Linked DNA regions of Mus musculus: all the other regions are linked to region 3. Evidence: chromatin contacts called from public Hi-C and HiChIP or PLAC-seq data. All regions are on one chromosome and are shown on one strand. The core of a region is the stretch at or near the end of the contact, and the rest is flanking DNA. Distances in the headings are between cores, read along the strand shown. Region 1 has its middle 2.8 kb from the start of Gm33756. Region 2 overlaps Slc18a2 (solute carrier family 18 (vesicular monoamine), member 2). Region 3 holds the start of Pdzd8 (PDZ domain containing 8).

Region 1 (4,590 bases), core at 1,933-4,432, 40 kb before region 3:
CGGGACTGTTGCCATAACAACCAAAAGCACAGCTTTATCCCCAAGACAGAATTTCTTGAACTTTCTTACTTCTCTAAGGAGGGGGCGAGTAATCACTCTCGGTTAATCTTTATCCCTTTGTAAACATAACTTCGAGATGAAGACACTGACAACGCGGCTAAACAAGCCTTTGCTGGGCTTCAGCATCCCTGCCTGTTCTTTTGGAGAATATGATTGACAAGGGGAGAGGGTCCCTAGGGGAGCGGTTCTGTTTGAAGGCTGCAGTGAGGGTCTCTGGGCAGCAGGACAGCAGGGGGCATAGTGTCTGTGGTGAGAGAATGAAGAGAAGGCAGGAGGGATCCTAGGCAGCCCGAGCTGGGTCTGCAGCTTCTACAGACTTCATTATTGTTCAGCAGGCTGGCGCGGCCACACTGTGTCTTGGCTGGACAGGGCAATTAACAGCTCCCCACGATCCTAATGAGTAGCTTTCTTGAGGTTTAAGCTGCCTGCAGAGTTTCCCAAGGGAACTTGCTTCTGGAAGCCAGTTCCTCAGAAGTGCCCTCCCCTGGGTGCACCCAGTCCAGGGCTACTGGATTTGGCCAGTTGGTCGGAGGCTGAGACTTCAAGGTCCATGACCAGCTTGTGATTGTCACCAACAGCACCATTCAGCTATAACATTTCCAGTGGAACCAGCTAGGAAGTTTTTTCTCGAGACCCTTTCTCCTCAAAGATCCACCATGCTTTGTCCCGCACACACCTGGGGATGAATATAGAACTCAAGACAGGGTTCATATCTGCCCAAGACCCAAAACTCTGCCCTATATCAAAATCTGAGCCAATCTGCCCACCTCCTACAGAACTTCAACTTGAGATAAAGGGAAAAATCTGTTTCTGGGCAGTAGCAAGAATAGTAGGAATAGAAGCTTAGTAGAATAGAATTCAAGCCAGGCCTGAAAGGCAGAGAAAAGGGTCTCTAACTGGCTACTTGCAAGCATGCAGAGCTCTTCAGCATGTACCTGTTCCCTGAAACAGTCTGACTGGAAGGACCACACACACACATTCACATCAGTGCAGTGGGCAATGGTGAGTTGTCATCTAACTGACAAAGTGGAAGGCCCCACTTTGTCCTCACCTGAGGTCCAGCATAATTCAAAAAGCACCTTCCAATCTTTGTTTGTATCTATGAAGCAGAGACCTGTGGAAAGCATCGTCCTCCTTCCCAGGGGCACAACCCCTGGGTCTGCCAATTTTAGTGTGGCCTGCAAGGTGTGGCTGGTCTTTGCAGTCTGAAGCCCACCACCACCTTCTGTGTGAAACTCTAGCCACACGGTTGCTTCTGAGGTGCTGTTTCCTGCACCCATAGTTTTGCTCCACAAACACTTCCTATCCCTAACTGTGTAGCCAGCTCCATCCCAACCTTCAGAACCATGTGCTCTAGGATGCTTTGGGTTGCAAGATATAGATACTGGCTCAGATTACTGAAGGTTCTAGGTCAGCTTTCAGATAGAAGAGTTTATGGCCTTTCAGTGAGGACAAGAGAGGGTTGCCCAGGAATTCTGTCTTTCTAGAGGAGTAGTTCTCAATTAGAGGTGATTTCCCACCCTCAGACAGGGAACACTGACACCCTGTGGTAGGATGCTGCAAGTGTTCACTGGGTGGAGCCCTTAGAGATGCTAGTAACATTCTTCGAAGCATACAAGGCCACTCTTTTCATCCCAATAAAGAATGGACAAACCCTAATGTCCACAGTGCCAGAGTCCAAAGCTGAGAAGCCCAGCACTAGAAGGCTCCTGCCATCATGACTCAGTCTCAATGGCATACAGCCTCTAAATCTCAGTTCAATTGGAGGAAAACTTGATTGGCTCAACTTGAGTACTTATCCACAACCAGACCTATCAGGTATGGCCAGAAGGAGCAAATCTAATGTAGGCTTGAGGTGAAGGTTGCCGCCTCTCCTATTTTAAATGTTCCTTTAAAAAGAAATGACTTTTTTTTTATGTCCCATATAATGGGCCCCAAGTCATTGAAGTCAAAAGACAGACTCGCCCCTGCTAGTTTGCCTCCCTGTCCTTATTAGGTGGGGACATCTCCTGCCCTTTGGGTCACCATTAAATCTGGCATGTTTGGTTTCACCGCATTTTGGCTTGTTGGTTCATGTGTGCATCACTCCCAAAAGACGTTGACCTACATGGATCAAAAGCAGGTCTTAGTTAACCCTACCAAAACCCAGTGTTCTGGTTACTTAACATAACATTACTACATGGCAAACCCTTCCAAACTTAGTCATTCCCAACAGCAGGTTTTTCTCCTGATGATTGTGTGAGTCAAAATGTTTCACACCATCTTTTGTCAGTGACCCATGGGGTTTCAGCTGGCAAAGGACCTGGGCAGGAAGGTCTAGGACAGTTCCTCATATAGCTGGACCTCAGTGGGAGAGATTCATGGCTGGAATCAGCTGCATCCTTCCTTCAGCCTCAAGTCTTCTCCATATGATCTCTCCAGAGAGGTTGTTTCCTAGGATGCAAAGGTTTCGAGGAGATGTAGGCAGAAACTGAAAGCCAGCGAAGACCTTCTGGAAGTTCCTGAGTATCATGCCAGGTGCATCCTGTGGGCTAAGCAAGCCACTAAGAATAACCATATTGAAGGGAAGAGAGACTAGAACACTTCTCACATGAGGAGCAGTATGTAAGAATGGAAAAGAAACTGATGGTCATATCCCTGGGGAGTCTCACACAGCCTGGTATAGTACCTCTAAACATATAACAGACAAGTTTACTAACGGGAAAAAATATTAGGCCTACTGCATCTACCCAGTTGGCAGAATGGTTAAATAAAAAAAAATTCTCATTAAAACTTCTTTCACAACTATCAAATACTATGAAGAGAAAACTTAGTCTAATTTATACAGGAATGGTTGCCTTTGCCACTCTCCCCTTCCACACAGAGGGCTGTGACAGACATCACTAATCAATTACAGCTCTTCCTCTCTGATGTTGTACTCGCTCACAGAATCCTTCTCAACACAACACTCTAGTCTTCTACCACTAATTGATCAAAGTTGACAAGAGTCTTGTGATACCAACTGGTTGCTTGAAATGTACTGCACAGGCTCGCGTGTCTGAACACTCTATCCTCAGATGGTAGCACTGTTTGGGGGAGGTTGTAGAATCTTTGGGAGATGGGTCCATGCTGGCAGAAGTAGCTCACAAGTTGACGGAGCACTGAGGGCTGTACCTCTTTCTGGTCCTGGACTACATTCTCTGCTCCTTGCTTGCCACCAAGATGCAAGGAGCCCCAGTCACATGCTCCTGATTTCATAACCTTGGCCACACCGGCCCTGCCCAAAACTTCTGAAGCTGTGAGCAGAGGCTTCTGAAGCTGTGAGTGAAGCCAAACCTTTCCTCTTTAAGTTGTTCCGTCAGATATTCCGTCATACATAAGAAAAGTGCCTAGTGCACTAGTTTTGCCTAAATTCCTACTATTAAACCATCCTTGCAAAGCCTAGGTTTTCGACTTCTTTAAACATGTTCATATATACACAGGCTGCTTCTTCCTTCCACTCTTAGGGAAAATAAAGTGGAAGACCTAAGAAAGATGAAATGTCAGACACTGTCCTTCTCCAAAATCTGATTTTGGAATCGATTATGACAGGTTGTTTTACTATCCTGGGTTAATTGAGAAGAAATTAGCCACATGCAAGAGTAGTCACATGGCCTCTCATAAAGGAGAGACTCTCTCTACCTCAACATGGTTTCCTCATGAAAACTCCAACTTCATGGTGAGACAAGATAAAATGTGTTCAGTTGCAAGTGGGTTATCATTTGCCTCCATGCTCACCACACACCCATGCACACATATGCACACACACACACACACACACACACACACACACACACCCCTCCAAGTTCACCGCTCACCCCCAGGCCTCCCTACCTCCCAGTCTGTTTGATATCCAACTGTAAAGGGAATTTAGGAAATGGTTGTATGCCTGTACCCAGGTTCATGTGTGTGTGTGTGTGTGTGTGCTTGTAGTCTGTGTCTGTCTGTCTCTGTGTATTATAGTGCATACATCTGCATGGATACATACACACGCACACACACATATATGTATATATACACATACATACACACGCACGTGTGCAAACGCACACACACACATATGAATACTACCCACATGTGTGCAAATGCATATTGAGGTTGATAACAAATGTCTTTGCTATTGTTCATCAGCTTATCATTTTTGGAGGAAGAGCCTCTCCCTGAACCCAGAACTCACTGATTAGCCACACTACATAGCCACTGGGCTTTGGTGAGGCTTCTATTTCTGATCCCTCAGCACTAGGGAACCACACCTAGATTTCTGTTGTTGGTGATGGTGGTTGGTTGTTTTGTTTTGTTTTGAGACAGGACTTCTTTTTGTGGCCCTGGCTGTCTGGGAACTGGCTCTATAGACCAGGCTGGCCTTGAACTCAGATCAGGCAGCCTCTATATCTCGAGTACTGGGATTAAAGATGTGTGCCACCACCACACAGCTTTACACTCAGCTTTTGCATCAGTGTTAGGGATCCAAAGTCAGATCTTGATGTTCAAACAGAAGGGAATTTACTCACC
Region 2 (4,234 bases), core at 1,478-3,977, 56 kb after region 3:
GCCTCAGGACAGACTGCACTTTTTACACAGCCCAGAGCAGCTGGAGAAGTGCAGTGGGAGGCATGTGCAAGCCAAATTATCTGGTGTGTCTGGGCAGTTTCCCTCCTTCATAAGAAACCATTCCCAGCAAGTTTTTTCTTTCTTTCTGTGCAGTCTGCAAATCTGAGCAGATTAAAATGTTCTAATACTGCCTGTGGCAGTCTGTCTTGATGTCTGCTAGTTATTCTCAGCTCTAGTCCTCCATATGTGATAAGACTCAGTCAGTGTTCAACCCTTTTATCATTTCCCAAGAGATTCTCAAATGATCTGCTGTGTGGCACAAGATAAGGACAGTGACCCAAGTCAGACAGTCATCTCAAACTCCCTTTCCAATTATGCTGCGTACTGAGTGAATTGATAGTTGTACTTAAAAGATTTGATTATTAAAATAGTTGAGGCAACAGATTATACACCTGAACCATTCTCCCTGCGTTATACAAAGATTTAGCCATTGAAGCAGAAAGGTAATCTCCCCAGATTAGTGATTCTTAAGGAAATGTGCCCAGAGAACACTGGGGAGATGGGCTGGGGGTAGAGTAGAGCTGATTAAAAATGAAATCCCAGGTAACTACCTTCACAGCAACAGTGCTATCAACAACTTCCAGAAACACTGCCTTAGTTACAATATATTAAGATTATAGCAGCCATCAGCTGACATACTCCAAAGGTATGGTCATGTCCCCTCAGGGCCACAGGTGGAAGACTCAGTTGAGGTTGAGGGTTAGCAAAAGTCTACAGATAAAATGAGAGCTTTAGGTGAACCCTGAAAGATGGGACAGTTTGAAGACAGGTTTGAATAGGCAAATCATAGATTATGGAGAGCAGTAGGTAAAACACACTAGACTAACAGCTACCAGAGTTCATGTTAGGAGGCAATAGAGACAGCAGTTGGAAAGCACCACCAAAACCAGGAAAAGGCATGATCCTTGACCTGAACTTGGCCCACAGGCAGCACGGCCACTTTGAAGGGCATCTCTCCATTCTTCCACTATTACACTTCTATAGCTAATCTTAACTGCTGGACTGGACATAGAATGTGGACTAGATAAAAACTGTTCTGAGAATTGTTGTGTGTGATAGGGCACACCTTTCATGTTAGCACTCAGGATGGAAAGGCAGATACGTCTCAGAGTTTGAGTCCAGCAATCTAGAGTGAGACCCTGTCTTTAAAAGCTACACGGGGATTAGGGAGATAGCATAATGGGTAAAGAAACTTTGCCTTGCAGGGATCTCCCAAAAGCTTTACTGGGTGGTAGTTTTACTTACCAAAAAAAAAAAAAGTTATAAATGGTTAAGTAGGTCAGATGGTGTGCCTTGAAAAGAGAGGCACACAGCACTGAGCAGGTAAGGCACGTGCATGGAAGTATTCAATGGCCCACGTAGCAGGCAGGGAATTTATGCTAGCACTCTATGTAGGGCTGTAGAGCAGGCCTGGATAGAGGAGCAACTGGCACCAAAGTCAAAGCCAGTCCCCTGCTAAATACCTAGTTCCCATCACCATACACAGAACAAACCTGGGGTCTCCAGGGTAGTAAAACGCCAGATCAAATGACATCGAAAAGGAAAAAAAAAAAAAAATTCAGTGCTGGGTTAGTGAGACAGTAAATGCTCTTAGTAGGCTCAACAATCTCAAATGTGAGAAGACATGCGTCCTAGTAGAAAAGCTCTGCTCTTTTTAACATAACTAGAAAAAAAAAAAAAACAAACCCAGCAACCCACTATGTAATTACCCAGAAAAGGGACACGTGTCTACAAGTAGATTATAATGTACACCTCATGCATACACATCTGTTAATAGCTGCTCCATCTTTACCCAGTCCATGGCACCCAAGAATAAGAGTCCTTTGTATTGTATTTTATGTGTGATGACGTGGTATACATGCACGTGTATGTGTGTGTGTGTGTGTGTGTGTGTGTGTGTGTGTGTGTGTGTGTACATGTGCAGGCCAGAGGTTGACCAATACTTTATATATTGAGGAAGGGTCTCCCTTGAATCCAGAGCTTACCAATTTGGCTAGTATAGCCAGCCAGCTTACTGCAGGAATCCTCTGTCTCTTCCTTCCTTGCTGAGATTATAGGTGGAGAGCCACACCTGCTTGACCTTTACATGGGTGCTGGGCATCTGAACATGCATCCTCCTGTGGCAAGTACTTTTTTCTATTGACTTATCACTGAACTGGAGTCTAAGCTAGAAGGACTTTATATAGCCACATTTACAGGAGTCTGCTATCCACAGATCACCTCCTTTCCTTCCTTGGCAACAGAAACTTAAAGAATAAGACCAAAAGGCATGCCCTAGCTTTAAAAAAAAATTAATTATTTAAACCTTTAAAAAGCAAAACCTATCTTAGAATTCTTGTGTTCTCACCTGGGAGTTTTGAGAGGCCAGGGTGCTAGCTATGTCATTGTTTTAGGGAGCATTGCTCCTCAAATGGTAGTGTCGATATGCCTTCCACTAAAAATGTTTCCTTTGCCTCTCTCAGTAACATTATTTTAAAAAGAAACCTGACTGGAAGGAAAGCTGTAGTGCTCACACGCAGTTCACAGGCAGCCATGACTTATTGCACAGGTCACCAGCAGTTCACTACCAGCTGTGACTCATACTCCAGAAAACATAGGCCACTCTCCTTTACACAGCAGCATGAGAACCCTGTCACCAGGAATGACTCAATGAAAGAATTCTTTGCTGTCCCTCATGTCTCCTGTGTATGAGGGCTGATTAAGCCCCACCTCAGCACTTGCATGTTGTGGGGTTTCCCGGGTGTGTGCTGATCCTTCCTTACGGCACACATCCTGCCAAACGCACCTTTATCATTAGAGACTATCGGCTTCACCCACATCTCCGTTCTGCTTGCACAATAAACAGGCATCAGCTGCTGAGTGCCACCTCCGATGTTACCACTGTGCCAGCTAAATGGCATTTCTCCAATTATGGGCATCCAATGATAGGCAGAGAAATGCACATCTCAAGATTTACTAATTTATCTCAACAGGCACTGTTTAAGGATTGTGACATTTTATAGTGAAGCGGCTTTCTGAAAACCTGTCATTCTTTGCCTTCCAGGGTCATTTCCTCCACTTCCTTCATTATTTTGTTTATTTGTTTTTGTTTTGTTTTTAATGAACTAAAGCAATGGCTTACATGAAGAAGAAAGACTGGTTTTTCTACCATCATCTCATCTTTTAAAACACTGTGGCAGCTGACTAGATGGCTTCCCCTCTCCACCATCTATCTTCTCAGCTAGTCTCTGACTTCTTTCATTTCCTCTACTACCTGATGCTGCCAACCAGAAGATAGATAACACAACAGCCACTAACATCAGCAATGCCCACCCAGCAGAGACTTGTTAGCAAAAGTAATCTCTTGCCTTAAATGCTTGAGAGCTGCTGGGTAGACAGAATAGTCCAGTATTTTAGATAAAGCAGGAAGGATGTGTAGGTGACTAACTCACTGGGTGACTGCCTGGACTCTCTTTTATCTCTCACAGTATTGTGCAGTATTATCATTTCCCAGTGCAATGAAGAAAACTGAGAATTGCATAGTCCTCTGTGGGGAGACAATGTAGCTGGCCCCAGGCCCATGCCAGACCTTCACCATCCCTAAGAGTTTATAATGATCTCCTGGGTGACAGAAACATTTACTGGTAATTCAATTTCTTTAGTCAAAAAGGTTTGTGAATAACCTTCATTCAGCCTTAATCAAATTATTGATAATACGGCCACAGAAGAACAGCTTTCCAGTGCTGTGCTGAGTCTTCTATCTGCCTCTGAAGGATATGCACTCAGGTCAACCAAACAGTAGTGCAGCTGTGATGCACACAACCAGGCTGAAGTAGGAATTCAGAGAAGGAAGGGCAGGTGCCTCCTTTCCTAGGAGCCCAGCCATGAGAAACCCTGAAGTCTCTAGTCATTATCTTGTATAGTTCAGCACACGAAGTCAGTGGCCAGAGACGAATGTGTTTCTAAATTACAGTAAATGGATAGGTGAATGTGAAAAGCCTCAGACAAACATAAGTTATACAATCCAAATTTTGGTTCTGTTTTTAAATTCACTCTAGGGGAAACCCACCAAAGAGTAGTTCAAAAAAAATGATAAAGGTGTCAAAACCTGTTCAATTTCAGAAAGCACCATTGTGCTGGGCTTGTGGCACACGCCTGTAATGCCAGCTGCTTCTGAGGCCGAAGGAGGAAGATC
Region 3 (4,180 bases), core at 1,173-3,672:
TCTAAGCTCTTTGTCTGAGTCCAGGGGTTGGAGGAGGGGGAGGCATAGAAACTAAGAGCAGACGTGTACAGTTGACAAGATAGCAAGGTAAGTACAATGGTAGATGAGGCAGAAATAATCCTCTCAGCCTAGGGTTCTATGCAAGCCTGAAAGGAACATCTTGCAGCTGAGATCAGAGAGATAGTCCACTGTCATTACCAGGAATCACATGGCAGTGATGTTAGCCACAGGCAGTTTCTGCTCTCTGCCCCTGAACTAGAAGACTCTGTTACTGTAGCATCTCCAGTATGCCTCTGCTAGAGCAGTGTCTTTCTTATCTCTAGTTACCTGTGTGACTGTCTGCCTGGGCCTGGCATACCCGAGGGCAGGGACTCTGTTCTGCTCATTTGTTATAGGTGTATGTTGGATTTTATCTTCACAGTTCACAAAATGATTCAATGTATCATTTCTTACCACACATTCTAAACTTGTTTCTGCTTTGCCCTGAGTTTTGCTACTGTATTATTTTTCTAAGTTTGTGACAAAGACCAGATATAAGCAAACTAAAAGGAGGATTGATTTTTAGCTTATGGTTTCAGAGGTGTCAATCCATCAAGTCAGGGAGGGCGTGGCAAAGCAGAGGTAAGCTCAATCCCTCCCAACCAACAGAAATCCAGAAGAGTGTAGGAAGAGGCTGGGACCTATCCCCAAGGACACTGCCCTACTGACCCGCTTCTTCCAGCCAGGTCCTCCCTCCCTGCTTTCACAACCTTCCAATAATGCCATCATCATATTATGAACCCATAAAACATCCATTCCTTAAGCCAGTCCTCAGGCCCTAAATCATTTGGGCAAATGCCCTCAAAGACACTCCCAGACACACATTTAGGCCTCCCTAGGTGTTTCTCAGTCAATCTGGTTGATAAGATTTCATTACATTATCAATTTGCTTCCAAAGTTCTATACTTGGCTCAGCTGGGTCAGAACTCTGGTTTAAGGCTCCAATCACCCAGTCAAGACTAGAAAGGATCCCTGTACTGATGTCTCAAGAGCCAGCCTGAATCCACGAGGGTTTTAGTAGCGGAATACCTGACCTCCCTAGGACTAGACAAGTTGTGTCGGTGAGGACAGATAAAAACTGTGATGTAACAACTGAGTAGTCAGAAAGCACCAGAGGAAACACCGTTGCCAGGGAACACAAAGGCTTCTGGCTCTATTGGTACCCTCTGCAAAATCTTCCACTTTTCCCAGTCTCTGCATCTCCAACTCTCCTTTATGGAGCAACTGGGACCTGATCCCTGATCGGCTTTTTAAATTTTTATTATTTTTTATTTTCAAAACCAAAAAGCTAAGCTGAGCGGTGGCGGCATACGCCTTTAATCTCAGCACTTGGGAGGCAGAGGCAGGTGGATTTCTGAGTTCGAGGCCAGCATGGTCTACACAGTGAATTCCAGGACAGCCAGGGCTACACAGAGAAACCCTGTCTCGAAAAACAAACAAACAAACAACCCCCCCCCCCAAAAAAAACCTCCAGCATCCTCCGTGTTATTATGCCAAGTAGAAACCAAGGACTTAGGATCCCACGATGTGACCCCTAAGCAATTTCTTTACTATGCCACGGGTACCACGGGTTATTCTGTGAAATTGGTAGGCACTAAAAGTAATGGCCTGAGGGATGGACTCCGGATAATGCCCTCAGAGAGGAAAGAAGGGAGGAGGGGGGCGTGAACAATCTGAATGGAGTCGCTAAGACACCTTCCAATATGCTGGCAAATTCACTCAGCTCACCCACTCCTCCCAGACCTCAAATAAACTTCTTTCTCACTTAAATTGAAATCCCCAAGGTAGGAAAGTTAGTCCCCTTCTCGCGGTTCCGCTTGGTCCCTTCTCGGGGCCCATTCTCTGCGGATGCAGGTCTGCCGGTCTGTGCGGGCTAGCGATGGCAATCCCTGATGCAGTCTGTCCTCTGGCCGGCTCGGGCAGTGTCCCAACCGCCTGTGCTCAGGCTCTCTGCGGCGCTGCCCTGCAGGGGAGGCAGCAACACACTGAGGGATGCTGGGCGGTCGCCACAGAGGTATCCGGCAGGACCCACGGCCGCCGCGGGGGATGGGCGCGGAATAACGGACGGCCGCGCCGGGCCCCGTCAGCCCGACTTATCCAGGTCTCCTTCCGTTATCTCGCGCCCTCCGGAGACGACGGACGCACGGATCGCCGCGCCGCCGGCGGCAGGAATGCAGGGGCGTGGGGGGAGCGGCGCTGGAAGCGCGCCGAGAGGTGGGAAAGGACCCGCGTCCAAGCGCGCCGGGGCGCCCGGCGCCGGGGGCGCGCACGCTCTGACGTCACGCGCCGCTCGCCCAATGAGCGCAGGCTCTGTGGGGAGGCGCCGTTCCCGCCCTCGCCCGCCGCCGGTCCGCCGCTCGGGCCGCCCCCGGGGGAGCGTCTGAGGAGGCGCGGGGCCGCGGCGGGCTAAGGCGCCGCCAGGCAGCGTCGGACTGCGGACGCTCGGTTCGGGCCCAGGGAGCCGCTCATCCGCGACCGATGTCCTCAAGATGGAGGCGGCGGGGGCGACGGCGTGAGGAGGAGGGCGGCGCGGAGAGCGCGGGAGCAGGCCGAGGGTTGCGGCGGGGGCGGCGGGATGGGGCTGCTGCTCCTGATCCTGGCGTCGGCCGTGCTGGGCTCGTTCCTCACGCTGCTCGCACAGTTCCTGCTACTCTACCGCAGACAGCCCGAGCCGCGGGCGGACGAAGCGGCCCGCGCGGGCGACGGCTTCCGCTACCTTAAGCCGGTGCCGGGCCTGCCCCTCAGGGAGTACCTTTATGGCGGCGGCGCCGAGGAGCTCGCTGCTTGCTCCTCCGAGGCCGGCGCCAGCTCGACCCCGACCCCCGACAGCCCGGCCCCGCCGACGCTGGAGACCTGCTACTTCCTCAACGCCACCATCCTGTTCCTGTTCCGGGAGCTGCGGGACACCGCGCTCGCCCGCCGCTGGGTCACCAAGAAGATCAAGGTGGAGTTCGAGGAGCTGCTGCAGACCAAGACGGCCGGCCGCCTGCTGGAGGGGCTGAGTCTGCGCGACGTGTTCCTGGGCGACACGGTGCCCTTCATCAAGACCATCCGGCTGGTGCGGCCCGTGGTGGCCTCGGGCACCGGCGAGCCCGACGACCCCGACGGGGACGCGCTGCCCGCCACCTGCCCGGAGGAGCTGGCCTTTGAAGCGGAGGTGGAGTACAACGGCGGTTTCCACCTGGCCATCGACGTGGACCTGGTGTTTGGCAAGTCCGCCTACCTGTTCGTGAAGCTGTCTCGCGTGGTGGGGAGGCTGCGCTTCGTCCTCACCCGCGTGCCCTTCACCCACTGGTTCTTCTCCTTCGTGGAGGACCCGCTGATTGACTTCGAGGTGCGCTCCCAGTTCGAGGGGCGGCCCATGCCCCAGCTCACCTCCATCATCGTCAACCAGCTCAAGAAGATCATCAAGCGCAAGCACACCCTGCCCAGTTACAAGATCAGGTGAGAGGAGGGTCAGGGGAGCCGAGGCTACCCGGGGGAGGTTAGCCAGGGAAGGGCCAAGGCAGATTCCCAGCACGACCCTGGCCTGCAGTTTGCTTCCACCTGGACTGAGGCCCCCAAGCAAAGAAAGGCGGGTAGTGGGCACTTCCCGTGCTGCCAAGGCAGCACAGGGAGCTGGAGGCCTGAGCGCCTTGTCCCTGGCCAGTCAGTGAGTGCCTCTCCTGGGTCTGTTGAGACACACTTGTGTGTGGTTGTTGCAACCGGAAGGCAGCGGCTGTGTCTGCCTTTGCAGCATCTCCTGCACCACGTGGAAAAGTTGTTCCTGGGCACATTGCAGACCTGAAGGGCGTGCTCACATCCCGGGTGTTTCTGTGTGGCACGGGCCTTGGCAGCTCTCCGGGCAGAGGCACGGGTTGTTGTAGAGGGATGTGATTTGGAGGAGTTGAGTCCGGTGCCAGGTGGTCTTCTCTGTGAATTTGGGGTAACTGTCATCTGCCCTTGGGAAGTAGGCTCCTCACCACAAACAGACCCAGACTTCTCAGGTGTCTACTCCCGGTGGCTGTTCCTTAACCCAATACTCCAAGTCACCTTGTGGGTAATATTTTAAAGACAGTGATTTGAAGTTTTTTAAAGTTCCTCTGTATCTGGCTTTATGTGATGCACTTCTGATTAGTTAATGCATGAGTTTTCTTTTGAT

What was found. Hi-C and Micro-C count contacts between places; a contact is called where the count stands out from the background. HiChIP or PLAC-seq counts read pairs in DNA pulled down with a chosen protein or histone mark.
Region 1: a contact with region 3 is called in a Hi-C map of the 63-12 cell line, with 1.8 times the contacts expected there. The contact joins the enhancer-like site here to the promoter of Pdzd8 in region 3. A contact is called at or near these places in 1 of 15 datasets of contacts at CTCF or cohesin (CD8 T cells), 18 of 484 Hi-C or Micro-C datasets (the 63-12 cell line, CD4 T cells, CD8 T cells and 15 more), 10 of 115 datasets of contacts at active chromatin or transcription factors (CD8 T cells, the HPC-7 cell line, the SCID.adh cell line and 5 more) and 3 of 9 other capture datasets (adipose tissue, liver and pancreatic islet).
Region 2: an HNF4G HiChIP or PLAC-seq map of pancreatic cancer cells shows a contact between it and region 3. The contact joins the enhancer-like site here to the promoter of Pdzd8 in region 3. A contact is called at or near these places in 3 of 484 Hi-C or Micro-C datasets (CD4 T cells, the N1E-115 cell line and nephron progenitors), 5 of 115 datasets of contacts at active chromatin or transcription factors (the SCID.adh cell line, embryonic fibroblasts, embryonic stem cells and 1 more) and 3 of 9 other capture datasets (adipose tissue, liver and pancreatic islet).

Annotation. Positions count from the first base shown.
Region 1 is chr19:59,384,388-59,388,977 of GRCm38.p6, reverse strand. No RefSeq gene overlaps it. Among named protein-coding and RNA genes, the nearest start is that of Gm33756, 2.8 kb to the left of the region's middle. Within about 2 kb of position 3,182, at least 3 of the 459 cell types and tissues checked have an H3K27ac peak or open chromatin away from gene starts, as enhancers often do. A contact at or near this core is called in the 63-12 cell line and erythroblasts, where this site is marked.
Region 2 is chr19:59,288,449-59,292,682 of GRCm38.p6, reverse strand. All of the region lies in intron 15 of Slc18a2 (solute carrier family 18 (vesicular monoamine), member 2), which reads right to left. Among named protein-coding and RNA genes, the nearest start is that of Slc18a2, 30 kb to the right of the region's middle. Within about 2 kb of position 2,727, at least 30 of the 459 cell types and tissues checked have an H3K27ac peak or open chromatin away from gene starts, as enhancers often do. A contact at or near this core is called in the N1E-115 cell line and pancreatic cancer cells, where this site is marked.
Region 3 is chr19:59,344,022-59,348,201 of GRCm38.p6, reverse strand. It overlaps Pdzd8 (PDZ domain containing 8), which reads left to right and starts at 2,422. Exons shown (of 5, transcript NM_001033222.3): 1 at 2,422-3,483. The coding sequence starts at 2,615.